Linked DNA regions of Pan troglodytes: region 2 is linked to region 1. Evidence: chromatin contacts called from public capture Hi-C data. All regions are on one chromosome and are shown on one strand. The core of a region is the stretch at or near the end of the contact, and the rest is flanking DNA. Distances in the headings are between cores, read along the strand shown. Region 1 has its middle 37 kb from the start of GCNT1. Region 2 overlaps PRUNE2 (prune homolog 2 with BCH domain).

Evidence for each region. Capture Hi-C pulls out chosen DNA fragments and counts their contacts.
Region 2: a capture Hi-C map of stem cell-derived neural stem cells shows a contact between it and region 1, with 3 times the contacts expected there. The contact joins two enhancer-like sites. A contact is called at or near these places in 4 of 7 Hi-C or Micro-C datasets (blood, induced pluripotent stem cells and stem cell-derived neural progenitor cells), 1 of 1 datasets of contacts at active chromatin or transcription factors (stem cell-derived excitatory neurons) and 1 of 1 other capture datasets (stem cell-derived neural stem cells).

What each region holds. Positions count from the first base shown.
Region 1 is chr11:66,928,426-66,931,125 of NHGRI_mPanTro3-v2.0_pri, forward strand. It overlaps a transcript of GCNT1 not described here. Among named protein-coding and RNA genes, the nearest start is that of GCNT1, 37 kb to the right of the region's middle. Within about 2 kb of position 1,281, at least 1 of the 24 cell types and tissues checked has an H3K27ac peak or open chromatin away from gene starts, as enhancers often do. A contact at or near this core is called in stem cell-derived neural stem cells, where this site is marked.
Region 2 is chr11:67,191,536-67,194,235 of NHGRI_mPanTro3-v2.0_pri, forward strand. It overlaps PRUNE2 (prune homolog 2 with BCH domain), which reads right to left. Exons shown (of 17, transcript XM_063787780.1): 8 at 1,083-2,700; 9 at 1-421. Among named protein-coding and RNA genes, the nearest start is that of PRUNE2, 200 kb to the right of the region's middle. Within about 2 kb of position 1,271, at least 6 of the 24 cell types and tissues checked have an H3K27ac peak or open chromatin away from gene starts, as enhancers often do. A contact at or near this core is called in stem cell-derived neural stem cells, where this site is marked.

The sequences.
Region 1 (2,700 bases), core at 31-2,530:
CTCATGCCTGTAATCCCAGCACTTTGGGAGGTTGAGGCGGGTGGATCACAAAGTCAGGAGATCAAGACCAGCCTGACCAACATGGTGAAACCCCATCTCTACTAAAAATACAAAAATTAGCTGGGCATGGTGGTGCATGCCTGTAATCCCAGCTACTGAGGAGGCTGAGGTAGGAAAAATTGCTTGAACCCGGGAGGCGGAGATTGCAGTGAGCCAAGATCACACCACTGCACTCCAGCCTGGGCAACAAAGAGAGACTCCATCTCGAAAAAAAAAAAAAAAAAAAGCCTATGCCTAGGTCACATTCCATAGCAATCACATCAGAATCCTTGGTGCAGGACCTAGGCATCAGGATTTTTGTTGTTGTTTGAGACGAAGTCTTGCTCTGTCACCCAGGCTGGAGTGCAGTGGCGCGATCTCAGCTCACTGCAACCTCCGCCTCCCGGCCTCAAGCAATTCTCCTGCCTCAGCCTCCAGAGTAGCTGAGACTACAGGTGCCCACCATCATGCCCGGCTAATTTTTTTATTTTTAGTAGAGACGGGGTTTTACCATGTTGGCCAGGCTGGTCTCAAACTCCTGACTTCAGGTGATCTGCCTGCCTTGGCCTCTCAAAGTGCTGGGATTACAGGCATGAGCCACCACCACTCTCAGCCAGCATCAGGATTTGTTAAGGTTCCATAAGTAATTCCAATGGGTAGCAATGGTGAGAACCATCAGACTAGATGATGTACAAAAAGTCCACATTATAACAATTTTGTTCAAAACACTTCACATAATTAAATGGGCTATATTTTCATCATAGTATCTGTTTCGTATGTGGGAAATTTGAGACACAAAGAAAGTGTGAGTCATACCAGACAGACCATAGGTGAACTGTTAAGGAGGGAGAAGCCGCAGTGTCACCTTCCACAGTCCTGCTCCCATTAAGGCCTATGAAGTGGAAAATGCAGTATTATTCTTTGAGGTTTCCTGGGACCAGAAAAGGTCAGAGACTCTTAATGGGTAATGCAGACAACTGGAATGCAATCATCAGGTATTCATTTCTGTTTTAAGGTTTTACGTCTGAGAAACCTGAAACCTGAAGAAGTAAAGCAATCATGATTTTTTAAAAACTTAATAATATGGTTTTGGATTTAAAAAGAAAGACTGACTCAGAGCTGGGGAAAACACTCACTTGTGATACGGATCAACGTGAAAACAGCTTAACTCTGTTCCATGGCAATTCGCACAGTGTGACTCAGAGACACCTCTCTTCACCAGCTCTGGCTCAGGGGATGTGAAGGCAGAAGCAGAGGTCACAGTGACTTCATCTGAGAAGGACTTAACTGACCATTGCTGGTTTTGAAGCCGGAGGAAGGCCCACAGTCAATGAATGAGAGTGGCTTCGAGAAGCTAGAAATGGCAAGGAAATAGATTTTCCTCTAAAGCTCCCAGAAAGAAACACGGTTCTGCTGACACCTCGATTTTAGGCCAGTGAGACCTGCTTCAGACTTCTGACCTACAGAACGGTAAGAAAATAAATTTGTGTTGCTTATAGCCATGCTGTGTGTGGTAGTTTGTTACAGCAGCAATAAGAAACTAACACAGTTGTGACCAGGCGCCATGGCTCATGCCTGTAATCCAAGCACTTTGGGAGGCTGAGGTGGGCGGATCACTTGAGGTCAGGAGTTCGAGACCAGCCTGGCCAACATGGCAAAACCCTGTCTCTACTAAAAATACAAAAATTAGCTGGGCTTGGTGGTAGGCGTCTGTAATCCCAGCTACTTGGGAGGCTGAGGCAGGAGAACCACTTGAACCTGTGAGGCAGAGGTTGCAGTGAGCCAAGATCATGCCACTGCACTCCAGCCTGGGCGACAGAGTGAGACTCCATCTCAAAAAAGAAAGAAAGAAACTAACACAGTGGTTTTATCTGATTATCCGATTATCAGAAGTAGTAAGAGAAATGTGAAAATGGTTCTTAAGTTACAAAGTACCATATGAAGATAAAGTATTCATTCATTTATTCTCTTATTTATTCATCAAATATTATTGAGCTCCTCCTACTTTGAGCCAAGCACTTTTACAGATGTTGGGAATATACTAAAGCCAAAATGGATTTAAAACAAAACAAACACTGGCCAGGCTCAGTGGCTCATGCCTGTAATCCCAGGCTGTATGTGGGGCATGAGAGGAAGCAGGAGATGTCAGGTGAGATACAGCAGTAGCATGGCCCAAGGTGGTAGCAATGGAGATGGGTAAAAGGGATCCTAATCTGGATATATTTTGAAATAGAGGCCAGGTTCAATGGCTCATGCCTGTAACCCCAGCAATTTGGGAGGCCAAGGTAGGCGGATCACTTGAGCTCAGGAGTTCGAGATGAGCCTGGCCAACATGGTGAAACCCCGCCTGTGAAGACCAGCTCGGTTGGGGAGACCCTAACCCAGTGGTGCTAGAGGAATTAAAGACACACACACAGAAATATAAAGGTGTGAAGTTGGATATCAGGGGTCTCACAGCCTTCAGAGCTGAGAGCCCTGAACAGAGATTTACCCACGTATTTATTAACAGCAAGCCAGTCATTAGCATTGTTTCTATAGATATTAAATTAACTAAAAGTATCCCTTATGGGAAACGAAGTGATGGGCCGAATTAAAGGAATAGGTTGGGCTAGTTAACTGCAGCAGGAGCATGTCCTTAAGGCACAGATTGCTCATGCTATT
Region 2 (2,700 bases), core at 21-2,520, 260 kb after region 1:
GATGGATCACCAACCTCACTATGGCCCAAGAACATCCAACTCTGGTCTTGTGCAGGGCTTTCAAAAGATGATCTCGTATCGCCTTTAGAAGACATTTTCTCTGCAGAGAGACCTTTTCTTTCATTTAAGGAGGCTGGCTGACATGTGTCTGGGAAGCTTGCTAACTGAGTTCCCTGCAGCCCTGTTTCTTTGGAACCTACGTACAATTCTAATTCAGCTATGCTTTCTCTTTCTTCACAGGTCTCTGGCTTTGAGTGTGAATTTTCTTCACGGTTTACAAGTATGTAATCCATGTGTAGTGCATGACGATCTTCATTCTTCTCTGTACATCTTTCTTCCTTGTATTCTGATTTTATCTGCTCAGGCTCTTTGGTAGGAATTGTTTTTTCTTCTTCCAATTCTGTTATTTCCTTGCTGGCACCTAGAAGTGGAAGTTGAAAGTGAGAAGAGGAGAACAAGGTTTAATTAACACATTGTGTGATTTGTGATCCTTGCAAATGATCATCTAAAAGAGGTAACTTAATATTTTTTATATATTTTAGTTATTTATTTATTCATTCATTTGAGACAGAGTCCCGCTCTGTCACCCAGGATAGAGTGCAATGGTGTGATCTCGGCTCACTGCAACCTCCACCTCCTGGTTTCAAGCTATTCTTCTGCCTCAGCCTCCCGAGTAGCTGGGACTACAGGCGCCTGCCCCCACGCCCAGCTAATTTTTGTATTTTTAGTAGACATGGGGTTTCACCATGCTGCCCAGGCTGGTCCCGAACACCTGACATCAGGTGATCCCCCCTCCTTGGCCTCCCAAAGTGCTGAGATTACAGGCGTGAGCCACCGCGCCCAGCTAGAAAATATTTTTATTTTGTAGAGTCATTCGATTTTCTCGTGCACTATCAGGAATAGGTATTACATATGCACTAGATTTTACTGCTGTTATAATACAGGACTTAGTGAGGCATGCCTTGCAAATGTAGTTAGTTTCCTCTCTACCCTCATTGGTAGGAAGAGTGTGTCTTACAAATATGCACTAGTTTAATCAACGCGGCAGTTTCTTGGAAGTGGAAGAATGGAATGTTTCTTACCATTTGGTGGTCCTATGTCTCCACCTGCTGGTAAATCAGAATTATCTGTTTCTACTTCCCAGTCAACGTTTGATGGAGACAAAATGTTGGAGCCTGCTCCTACCGGCAAATAAACGGACTCAGGGTCTTCATGAATATGCAGCACAGCCAGCTGGGATCCAGGCAGTCTGTTTTTGGTCTCAGCCTGGTTTCCCTCACTTCTTCGATCAGGAAGTGCAGAAAGCACTATCTCTGCTGCTCTGCATCCCAGAGATTCATCCTCTGGAGACCCAGCTTCCTCCATTGTTTCAGCACTCTGGGCAGGTTCTGTGAGATAAGACAAATCAAAGGGAGGTGTGTACGGTGCCAGCGACTGCTTCAGAGAATCTTCCTCCAAAGGAGGGTCACCACCATACAGGAAGTGTTCAGGCTCTCTCAGTAAATCTTCATCGATATTCTGGCCCATTACATCATATTCAAAATCACCCCACGAGGCTTCAGATGAGCAGATATCTTGCTTCCCTAGGTCCCCATCAACTGGCGTTTCCGGATGGCCTTCGGATAATGTCAGTTTACTCATGTCATCTATTGTTCCCGTGGATGTGTTGAGACCTGAGGCATCGCTGAAACTGTGGTCAAAGGCAGCTTCGCTTATATCCAGACAAGTGTCTGAGGCTAACAAAGCATCAGGAACCAAGGCAGGATTCTCTGTGGATAAATGTGGATCACCATCAAACAAAGCTCTTGCACCAGGCTGACTTTCAGGAGAAAAGCTGTCTGATATCCAAGAACTGTCACCTTCTGGAGTTGGCTCTTGGTGAGTTACAAAAATGCTAGTTGCCACATTTTCAATCCTTGGGATTCTTCTGTCAACTGGTTCCAAAATTGGTGCCATATCTGGGCTGGCTCCTTTTTCTGATACTTGTAAACCTGTACTGTTGTCACCGTTTATTTCAGAAGGTTCAGGTGAACCTTTATGAGAGGTGGGCTGAGAGGAGCCCTTTATGTCTGCTTGATAGCCAATTGGAGGCAGCAGAGTTACGTTTTCAGAATCGAGTTCTGCATTGGATGGGACAAACTCCCGTCCAGGCTCATAAATGGGTTCTTCATCTATCTCTGGCTCAGTGAGACAAAGCTCACTGGATTCCACTTCAGGTCCCATGCAAGCACTGAGGTGCTTCTCAGTCTCTTGCTTTGCTTCAGAATCGTGACATATATCAGGGCTGTCGGAAGCCTGAGAATTGCTGTCATGTTCGCAGTGCGTCAGGATATCAGGATTCTCACCATCTGCTTTCAAACTGAAGGGCTTCTTAGCATCTATCCACAAGTCAGGCGCGGCAGAGGCCAGCTGCCCACCCTCTTGAAAGTTGCCATGTAAAATATCTGGCACAAAGGTACCTCGGGAGTCCTCACTTGGGGTAGAGCCATCCCATTCAGAGCCTGGCTTCGTTATCAGTTGGGTGGGAGAACTGACAGCAGGAAAATTTTCTGTGGCAATGCTTGAATTTGTCATCTCACCTAGGTATGATTTTTCTTGTTCCCACTGATTTGTTTCTTGACCTTCATTAGTTGAAACATTAGATGTAACACAACTATTTTCCTCTGCGTGAGTAAAGGCTGCGTCCGGATGATCGCAGAC